Regions from separate parts of the Mus musculus genome. Here regions 2 and 3 are each linked to region 1. A link is a contact called in public HiChIP or PLAC-seq and Micro-C data. All regions are on one chromosome and are shown on one strand. The core of a region is the stretch at or near the end of the contact, and the rest is flanking DNA. Distances in the headings are between cores, read along the strand shown.

The links. Hi-C and Micro-C count contacts between places; a contact is called where the count stands out from the background. HiChIP or PLAC-seq counts read pairs in DNA pulled down with a chosen protein or histone mark.
Region 2: a Micro-C map of embryonic stem cells shows a contact between it and region 1, with 2.5 times the contacts expected there. The contact joins the promoter of Klhdc3 here to the promoter of Tmem63b in region 1. A contact is called at or near these places in 1 of 39 promoter capture datasets (pre-B cells), 1 of 484 Hi-C or Micro-C datasets (embryonic stem cells) and 3 of 115 datasets of contacts at active chromatin or transcription factors (large pre-B cells, pancreatic cancer cells and pro-B cells).
Region 3: an H3K27ac HiChIP or PLAC-seq map of epiblast stem cells shows a contact between it and region 1, with 4 times the contacts expected there. The contact joins the promoter of Ptk7 here to the promoter of Tmem63b in region 1. A contact is called at or near these places in 1 of 39 promoter capture datasets (cranial neural crest), 4 of 115 datasets of contacts at active chromatin or transcription factors (embryonic midbrain, embryonic stem cells and epiblast stem cells) and 2 of 9 other capture datasets (embryonic stem cells and liver).

The regions. Positions count from the first base shown.
Region 1 is chr17:45,684,839-45,687,764 of GRCm38.p6, reverse strand. Tmem63b (transmembrane protein 63b) reads left to right here and starts at 1,547. Exons shown (of 24, transcript NM_198167.3): 1 at 1,547-1,648. Mrpl14 (mitochondrial ribosomal protein L14) reads right to left here and starts at 1,416. Exons shown (of 3, transcript NM_026732.3): 1 at 1,338-1,416.
Region 2 is chr17:46,679,506-46,682,431 of GRCm38.p6, reverse strand. It overlaps Klhdc3 (kelch domain containing 3), which reads left to right and starts at 1,502. Exons shown (of 12, transcript NM_027910.3): 1 at 1,502-1,730. It overlaps Mea1 (male enhanced antigen 1), which reads right to left and starts at 1,311. Exons shown (of 4, transcript NM_010787.2): 1 at 1,227-1,311; 2 at 535-815; 3 at 321-423. The coding sequence starts at 804.
Region 3 is chr17:46,628,029-46,630,954 of GRCm38.p6, reverse strand. Ptk7 (PTK7 protein tyrosine kinase 7) reads left to right here and starts at 1,451. Exons shown (of 20, transcript NM_175168.4): 1 at 1,451-1,687. The coding sequence starts at 1,633. It overlaps Klc4 (kinesin light chain 4), which reads left to right. Exons shown (of 16, transcript NM_001357130.1): 16 at 1-326.

The DNA of each region.
Region 1 (2,926 bases), core at 298-2,797:
CCACCAAAATCCTCAAAGTTGGGGAATTTGTATGTTTGGTTTGATTTGTTGAGACTTGGTGTCAGGCAATCTCAAGCTGGCCTTACACACCCAAAGCAGCTAAGGATGGCCTTGACATCCTTAACGGCTACCTACATCTAGGATTACGGGCAAACCCCACTGATGGCCAATTCCAATGTGCTCATTACTAGTACTATCAACTGCATCTTCAGAGGATTTAACTGACTAAAAACTCAAGCTAAGGAAAGCGAGAGGTATACAAGAGATCAATACTTTCCCAAACTTTTCTACAACACACAGAAACAGTAGAAGACACCTAATACACCCCCATGCCCTTGTGTCCCAAGACAGAATACCTACTGTAGGCGCAACACACACACACACACACACACACACACACACACACACACGATGGCCATGATCTACTAAACTGATTTCCAAGCCACTCATGGGAGTGTCTGAAAGACACTTCAACAGACCAAATCTTAGAGCTGCAAACCCCCAGCTACAAAACGAGCAGCTGAATAGCCACATACAGCAAACACAGTGACCAGGATGGTAGTGTCCAGTCGTGATGCAAGACCCTCCCTGGGTGCCACCATTTCCCAAGTAATCCAAGGTGATCCCGTCTCGCCTCTTGTGACCGCTACACAGTTCCTCATCTAAGTCTCAGCGTGTAAAGCTCACTTACTGCGTACAGCGGGAAGCAGTATTTCTTCTGTCCCCTTTAAGACCTCGAAATTTAACAGGTGGTATCTGTCGTGTCTTTGTATTCGAGATGTGTGGTGACATACAGAAAAGGGGCGTTCCACCTCTCCAACTCTCAAGTCTTAACCCCACCCCCCCACTAGGAGAGGTCTTTGGTGAACTGAGAATACAGGGAATCCCCGGTGCAAAAGGAGTCATTCAGCCTGACAGAAGCAAAAGCAAAGACTCCCTCTTTACACCACAGAAGTTTCTAGCAAACTCATCTCCAGGCCCAGCAAGAGAGAGAAGCAGATAAAACTGCGGGAGACGCGTCAAAGCAACCGGCCTAGCCACTTAACCCAGGCAAGATCTCAGCCCCCATTCCCCGAGGCTCTACATCCCGAACTGGATAAGCAGGTGGGCGCATCGGGGGCGCGTGGGAGGCGCGGACCCCGAAGCCTTTGGCAAAAAGGCAGCGAGAGGGTCCAGATCTGAGGCCTCGCGAAGAGTGAGCACCCTTCTCACTTGACACTGGGTTTCCAGTAAGGCCTGTCCTCACCCCTCCCCGACAGCGCCTCCCTTATTGCAGAGAAGAAACCGGGAAAAGCAGCGCGAGGGGTGCGAGGTGTTCCCCTGAGCCCCCACCGTACCGCGTTAACAGCCTGGGAATCTCCCGCCACGGACCCCCGCTTGGCAAGGCCCCGCCCCGCACGCTGCGCCTGCGCGCCAGGGGTTCTCCGTGAGTGCGCGCGCACTTTCTACGTGTGCGGCGTGGGGGCGGGTCCTGCGGGAGCCCCTCCCCGGCCCTCCCTCCCTCCTTCTGCTCCCCCTCCCCCACGCGCTGCCGCGGCCGCCGCAGGAGCCCAGAGCTCTAGCCGCCCGGCGACTCCCCCTCCCCCTCCCCAGCCCCGCCCCGCCCGGAGCCGGGGCTCCCGAGTCGGAGCCGAGTCTGCGCCTAGGGGTGAGTACGCGGACCCCTCCCCAGCACCCCTTACTTGGCTCATAGGATCTCACCACCACCCCAAGGAAGGAAAAAAAAAGCACCCGGACTCAGCTGCGCGTCCCCTCCCTTCCACCTCCTGCGGGACCCAGAGGTGCCCGGGCCCCACGGGACCCAACGGAGGCACGCTTTGTCCCCAAACCCGCACCGTCCCTGCCAGATGTGAGTCCTCCCACCCCTGTCGGGGCTCCAGATGTGCGCCGTCCTCTACCCCCGCCCCTCAGGAATATTCCAAGGCGTGGGACCCCTGCGTCCCGGCCCTCGAGTGCCACTCTAGTTCCACCTGCTCCGTCCAGGTGTGCGGCCCCTGCGCGGCCCTCCTCCGGTCCCAGCTGCTCCCCAGCCGCCGGCGCCGCTGAAGGGAACCACCCGCCTCCGCCCCCGAGTTTTGCATTCTAGGGTCGCCAAGTCCAATGCCCTCGGTCTCTCTCTTTTTTTTTTTTTTTAATTCTTTTTCTTGTTGCTGGGGACGAAGCCGGCCTCAAGCAAGGGGTTCATGCTTGGGCAAAGGGCAGGGCTCGAGGTGTTAGCACCAGACGAGTAGCTGCCCCAACCCTGGTGGGGACTGATCTGCGGGCTGGAGAGGGCGGCCGGCCCGGGGAGCATGTCCTCTCCTGCGCCCCACACAGAGCAGTTCATTCATGAGCCGCCCGGGCCTGCGTTGGAGGGTGCGGTGGGGAGAAGATTCAGACGCGAATCCGGAGTAGGCAAAGGCCCTATTGAGGGGGAGGGGGCGCGCTTTGTCCCTCCCGGCCGTCTTGACCGCCTGGTGCGGACTGTCCCAAAGCTTGTCGTTGTGTTGCTCAGAAAAAGCAAGGATGCCCGGGAAGTGGGGAAGAGAGGTCAGAGGGGCTGGCTGCCCTTGGAGCTTTGTGCTGCCACCCGCCTTGGTCCCCTGATCGGAAGTCTGGCGGCCGGTTGCTCAGAGGGGCTTGGGGCTCTGCTCTCTACCGAGTACCACTCCCTGACCCTGAACCTCCTCCCGGTCTGCAGTAGTCGGGTGAATGAGATTGTACCCAACGCCTCCTGAAGAGGGGACCACAGCCCTCTGCCTTCCAGATATAAGAGAGAAGGGGAAGGGGAGTGGCTGCCAGGCTCAGGTGGTGGGTATGCTGCCAGCACCTTTGTCCTCCCGGGTACCAGAGGGTCTACGTCCTGGCATGTACCAGGTAGCACATGCTGGGGCCTGCTGTTGAAGTCTTGGCCAGGGAGTGAGCGAGTAGGTGGGTGGGGATGTTT
Region 2 (2,926 bases), core at 253-2,752, 990 kb before region 1:
TATTGCCAGGTCTGCCCATTCCCAAGTCTAGTGAGACAGCATTTCACTTAGATTCTGAAGTCCACAAAATCTCAGGTAACGAAATTTTTAGGAATAAAGTGATCTTGTTTGGGGGTGAGGGGGAGAATGGGGGGCATTGTATTCGGTTTTTCTCTGTGCAGCCCTGACTCTCCTGGAATTTGCTCTGTAGACCAGGAGACCACCAGCCTGCCTCTGCCTCATGAGCGCTGGGATTAAAGGTGTGCACCACCATGCCCAGTTCTTACTAGTTTTTGGTAATTATTTCTAAATGAAGGAATGAGCTTTGGTTGTTTTTGTACCTGGGTCCATGGGGATAGAGCTGTGGCTGCTCAATGCGGCGGCTCCCTCCTCATCTTCATCCTCACTCTCCAATGGAGGGTCTGGCAGATGAAGCCCCAGGGCCTGCAGAACCAGAGAAGATAATTTGTTAGGCGCCCCTCCCCCTGCCATTATGATAAACAGCTGTTGGTACATTCCATCTCATCTGCTTAGTAACAGCATCCTCCACCATACCTGGATCCGATCTTGGATGTCAGCAGCTCCATCTTCTCCTTCACCCACTGGTGCCAATTCCACCTCTTCTTGTTCAGGGTCTTGATTGAGGGGCTGGTACGAGTAGCCTGCTGGGCCTGCTCCTGTTTCCTCCTGCTCTTCCTCGGGTTCTTCACTGCTCCAATCCCCAGTTCCTTCTGTAGGACCCTGATGTGGCCCTAAGTCCTCAGTCTGATTGGGGAAGATACGCTCAGGGCCCATGGTGTCTCCCCCTAGAACTACTGCTGCCATCCGGGCAGGGGCTGCAGGGACAGAAAGGCGGGATAGGGATGGGATGAAACCAGGTCTCCTTTCACGTTCAGCCACCCACTTCCCTCTCGCATGGAACTTGCATCTTCCTCCCGTCTCTCCTGCCTCCCTGTCTCAAGTTTGGGTTCTCATATTGAGCTGGAGCACACACGTCTTTAACTCGCCCGATTCCTAAATGAACCGACCACCGGAGGGTTTCACCTCTTCCTAAAAGCCTCTTCCCAGAACCTCGCCCCTCTCACCACGCCCCTCCTCTGGAGGTAACTGCTGGTCGCCAGGCTACCCACCATAGCGCGTCCCCGCCCCTCATTCCCTCTATTCCGGGGGAGTGTAGTACCGCCTGGCAAAAACCCCTTCAGGCCCAGGGTCTCCCCTTCAATGGCCCCAGCTACAGAGTCCCCTACCCGCCCCACTGATTCTCGGCGTTGGTATTTCCTCGCGCCTCACCCTCTCAGAGCCCACAGCCGGACCCGCACCTTCACTTCCGGCGGGGCAGGACATGCTGGGGCTCTTAGTCCTCCAGCCCCGCCCCGTGCCCGAGACTGACGCAAGCGAGGACAAGTCCGCCTCTTGCCCCGCCTCCGCCATCCCCTGCCCGGACCACAAAGAACTACATTACCCAGTGACCCTCAGGCGTGCGACGTGAACTGGTGTTCTGCGCATGCGCACAAACCGGCCCCGCCCACCCGCTCCCCATCTTTCGGCCCTGGGGTAATTCGTGGACTACAAGTCCCTGAAGCTGTCGGGCCGGCAATTCTCACTGCACGTGCGCGTCCCGCTGCCCGCCGGAAGGACGAAGTCTGGCAGTGTTTATCTCGTTGGGGACCGAGGAATCGGTTGGCGGGCAACGGGTTCTAGGCTGCTGGCAGCGCGAGGACCCGCGGCCCCACCCCGGCCCGGCCTGGCAGGTAGCCTGGGATGGGTTGGGGGGATGAGGAAAATTGAAGGGACAGGCGACGCCCATTGCCTACGGCTGGGGCCGCGCGGGAGGGGCTGAGAAGGCTGAGCTGGGGGTGGGGAGGGAGCTAGGGGGATGCTGGGAAAGAGGAGTGTTAATGGTCCGCGAAAGGGTTAGGGGAAAATGGCCTGGAGACGGGTGGGAGAGACCTGGTGGCTGGAGGAAGCGCTGAGAGAAGTGGACGAGTGGGTTCCGAAGAGAATCAGGAAGCTGAGCATAATGGCAGGGGGAGGGGGCAGTGTGGCGTCGTGGGGGAGGGGCGGCTGAGAAAGGTGGACTACAACCGGAGACCAGTCTCATTCACAGAGCGGTATGGTTGGCAGGGGATAAGAATGGCTTGCTTCCCTTCGTGAACTTAGACGAGTTAGAGGGCTCTGGTGTGGACCTTGAAGTGGTGGGAGGAGGAACTGCAAGGCTCTCGGGAAATTAAGAAGGGAAGGGGCGCGAGCAGGGAGGGGAAGCCGACCTCAGGGGCTGGGATGTTGAAAATGGCCTATTGGTGGGAAATGCTGGAGACCCAGAGATAACGTATAACCTCCTGCCTCCGAGTTCTCCTTAGGAAGATGGAGTCTTCCTCCGTCTGCCACTGGGATTGTAGTCTTATCTTTGTGCATTTTCGTTTTATCTGGACTTACTTTCAAAGGAGAGTAAAAGATATGAAGGAGGTTGATAGGCTCTCCACCACCACGTTCTTTCCTTTCTTTCTCTATTTTTTGTTTGTTTTTTTTTTTTGAGACAGGTTCTTGTAGCTCTGGCTAATTTGGGACTTACTGTGTAGACCCAGGTGGCTGACCTTAATTACACAGACATCCCCCTGCCTCCATGCCCCAGCACGAGTGCCTTGGACTTGGATTCTTAAGCTTTCAGTCCTCTTTCTCTGATAAGCAAAAATTGAAGAGCCTGAGTAATGAAGGAACAGTTTAACTTTTGGCTGCTGCTGTTTCACATTGAGAGAGATGGCTACTTAAAGTATACAGTGAAAGGTTGTGGGGGCAGTTGATTCATGAAAGCTGCGTCTGTCCCCTTGAAGGGAACCTCCTTTGCTTGAGGTGCACCCACCCCACCCCCGAGGTTTTTCCTCCCTGCCAAGGATTTTTGAACAGGAAGTGAATGATCACCCAAACCCAGCAGATGTCTCCTGGCAAA
Region 3 (2,926 bases), core at 202-2,701, 940 kb before region 1:
CTTCCCCAACTCAATAGGATGGTGAAGAGGGAGCGGTGTATGTGGTAGATTGCTGCTTCTAGGGTCTAGGCTCCTTCCCTGGGAACCCCCCTTCGGAAGGGCCCTCAGGATAACATGATCTCTACTTTGGAGTCCTCTAGAGTAGCTGACTGAGGCTCCCAAGGTGGGAGAAAGTGGGTCTGCACCTCAGGGATGCGCCTGATGCTGGCTCTTCTGTCAGTTTGGGGCTGGCCAACTGGGCTGCCTTGCCCTGGTCTCTTTTACCCTCTGCTGCCTCACTACAGGTCCACATATTTCACTGTTTCTTTAATAAATGAACCAGGTAACATTTTGTGTTCGGAGTCTTCATTGAAGACGTTGTTCAGGACCCTTCCTAGAAGGATGAGGGCAGTGGTAGTGTGCAGGACTGTTGAATTCTTGGCTCAATGGTTCCCTCCGTGTTTGTACCCTCTTTAGCAGGGCCTGGAGGAAGACTTCTGGGGGATGGGGAATGAGGCACACAAGAAGAAGGTGCTGTGGACGGGGTTGTCAGGGACATGTGGTGGCCATGTGGCAGGACCCTGGAGTCCTGGCGCCACTTCTCCTGCCTGTGAGGCCCTCTGTGGCTTCCTTCCCCCCTCCCAGCTGCTTGGGGGAAGGGAGGTCTAAGCAGGCCTGGGGGGCCCTCCAGAGCCAGAAGGGGGACAAGGCGCTATCCATCCTCTCTTGCATATCCTGGAGGCCTGTCAGCAGCTGGGGCCCATCTTCTAAAGCTTGACTTCTTCTGACCCGCCTCCCACACCCCTTGCTGCTTTCACAACAAAGAAAGAATGTGGGGGTGGTGGCGCTGGGGGTGGAGGGTGCCTGGAACAAGGGCTGCGTTGGGCCTCCCCACAGCTGGAGATTTGGCCATGCCCTGACACAGCCCAGACTGCTTGGAGATGGACTTGGGATGTATGTCTGTTTAATAGCTCTCGCTGGGGGTTGGAGCCCAGGGTTTCTACCTTGGGTTCAGATTTGTCCAGTGTCACGCACGCCCCTCCCCCTCCCTGGCTACATCTGTTCCACCGGGCACCACAGCTGTGCCCTCCTTGTCTTCTGAGACATCCTGGCTATGTCCTCCTTGCCTTCTTCTGAGACACCCTGCTGGTCTGTCTCATGCAGCACTTTGGGTTGCTTAACTCCAGCAACTTGGAGAATTCTGGGCAAACTATTGCTCCAGATCTCCAGGTAGGTTCAGAGGGCCTAACGGAGTTCTGAGAGTCACTTTGGTTCTCTTGCGTCCCAGTGGATAGATTAGGCGGTGGGAACAACACCCAGGTCTCCGGCACTCCCCTAAGACGGCCACTGCTGCTCCCCCCCCCCCCCATCATTCCCCAGATCCTTCTTTCTATTGCCAGCTCCTCCCCTCGACGGCGGGGAAGGGGGCGTCAGGGGGCGGGGCGCCGTGCAGGCGGAGAGGAGGGGGCGTCGGGGGCGTGGCTTGGCTGCGGCGGCGGCGCGCTCGAGGGCTTGGATGTACGGGGCGCGCGCGGCTCCAGCTCCGGACGCCTCGGGCTCGGGCTGTAGCTGCTGCGGCGGCCCCCGCGCTCCGGTCCGCGCGCCCGCTCGCCGTGTGCCTTGAACCTCGCTGCTCGTCTGCAGCCCGCCAGGATGGGAGCCCGCCCGCTGACTCTGCTCAGAGCCCTGCTTCTGCCGCTGCTGGCCGGTGAGTCCCCCGAGAACCGGGAGGATCCGAGCTGTGCTTTGAGAAGCGCGGGAGTCCCGGGGGCTGGAAGGGCCCTGGAGAGGTGGGCTGGGCAGTTGGGGAGGTGGAGAGGCTCGCTAGGGGCTCGAGGATCCTGGGTTGGCGACGCCCCCTACGCGGTGGCGACACGGTGCACTGGGGCGCGGGGACGCGTTTGCTGTGAGTTCTCTCCGCCCGATCCGAGAGTTTGCTCGAGCGTTGCCCGGAGTCGCTGGCTCCCAAGCTCTGCTAAGATCTCCCTTTTGGAGAAGCAGTGCCCTCCCATCCCGTGAAAAGGTGCGGACGCGGACACCCAGGAATGCCCCGGGCCTTGGAGCCCAGATGAGGGGGATAGGCCTGGCTCCCGATCCCGTCCGAGCTGACATGGGGCGCGCCTGGCGCGGAGCTTTGTTACCTATGCCGGCCCGACGCGCCCGGGTCCCTCCCTGCAAGTTCCGGGGCAAAGCTGGAACCCCAGATGGCCCTGCGGGTGAGGGCAGGTTAGACTGAGAAGTGCCTAATCTTCTCCTCCAACTAGGCCTTGAGCCTACTCGGTGCCAGGGTCGTATCCCTGGAGCGGAGGGTCCCAGGCTGTAGTGGTGACTAATGAGTGAAGGCCGCTGCCAAAATCGGGCATGGCCGGCTTGCCAAGGTGCGGACGGGCTTTGCTTTGCTGTTTCCTGGATTTCCATCCTGTCCGTGTGTCCGTGTTCTCGGAGGAAAGGATTGTCTCTCTTCCTAAGGGCAGAAAGGCAAAGAGAGAGATAGAACGAGAGAGAGAGAGAGAGAGAGAGAGAGAGAGAGAGAGAGAGAGAGAGAGAGCGCCCAACTCTGGCTTTTCGTGAAGGGTCTCTCTACTTTGGTGAGGGTGTGGCCCCCCCGCCCCCCCCCCCCATCTCCAGGGCAAACAAGGGGCACCCTGTCCCGCAGACTTTTATTTCCTGGCTGATCACACCTGAGAGTCGGTCACAACTAAGGTGTTGTAAGTGACTTAACCGGAAATCGCCAAGCCACCCATATACCCAGTCTGCTGGTCCAAATGACTCCCTCCTTACCTTCCAAGACAAAACTACCAGTGGTGGTCTGCGGAAACAGCCCTCCTTGGGGAGACAGTCTGCGGGGGTGGGGGTGGGGGTGTCTTAGTCCTTAACCTAAAAAGAACTTACTTAGCCTTCTCTTTAATGAGTTCTAGCCGGGAGGGCAGGGGCAGGGAATTGTATA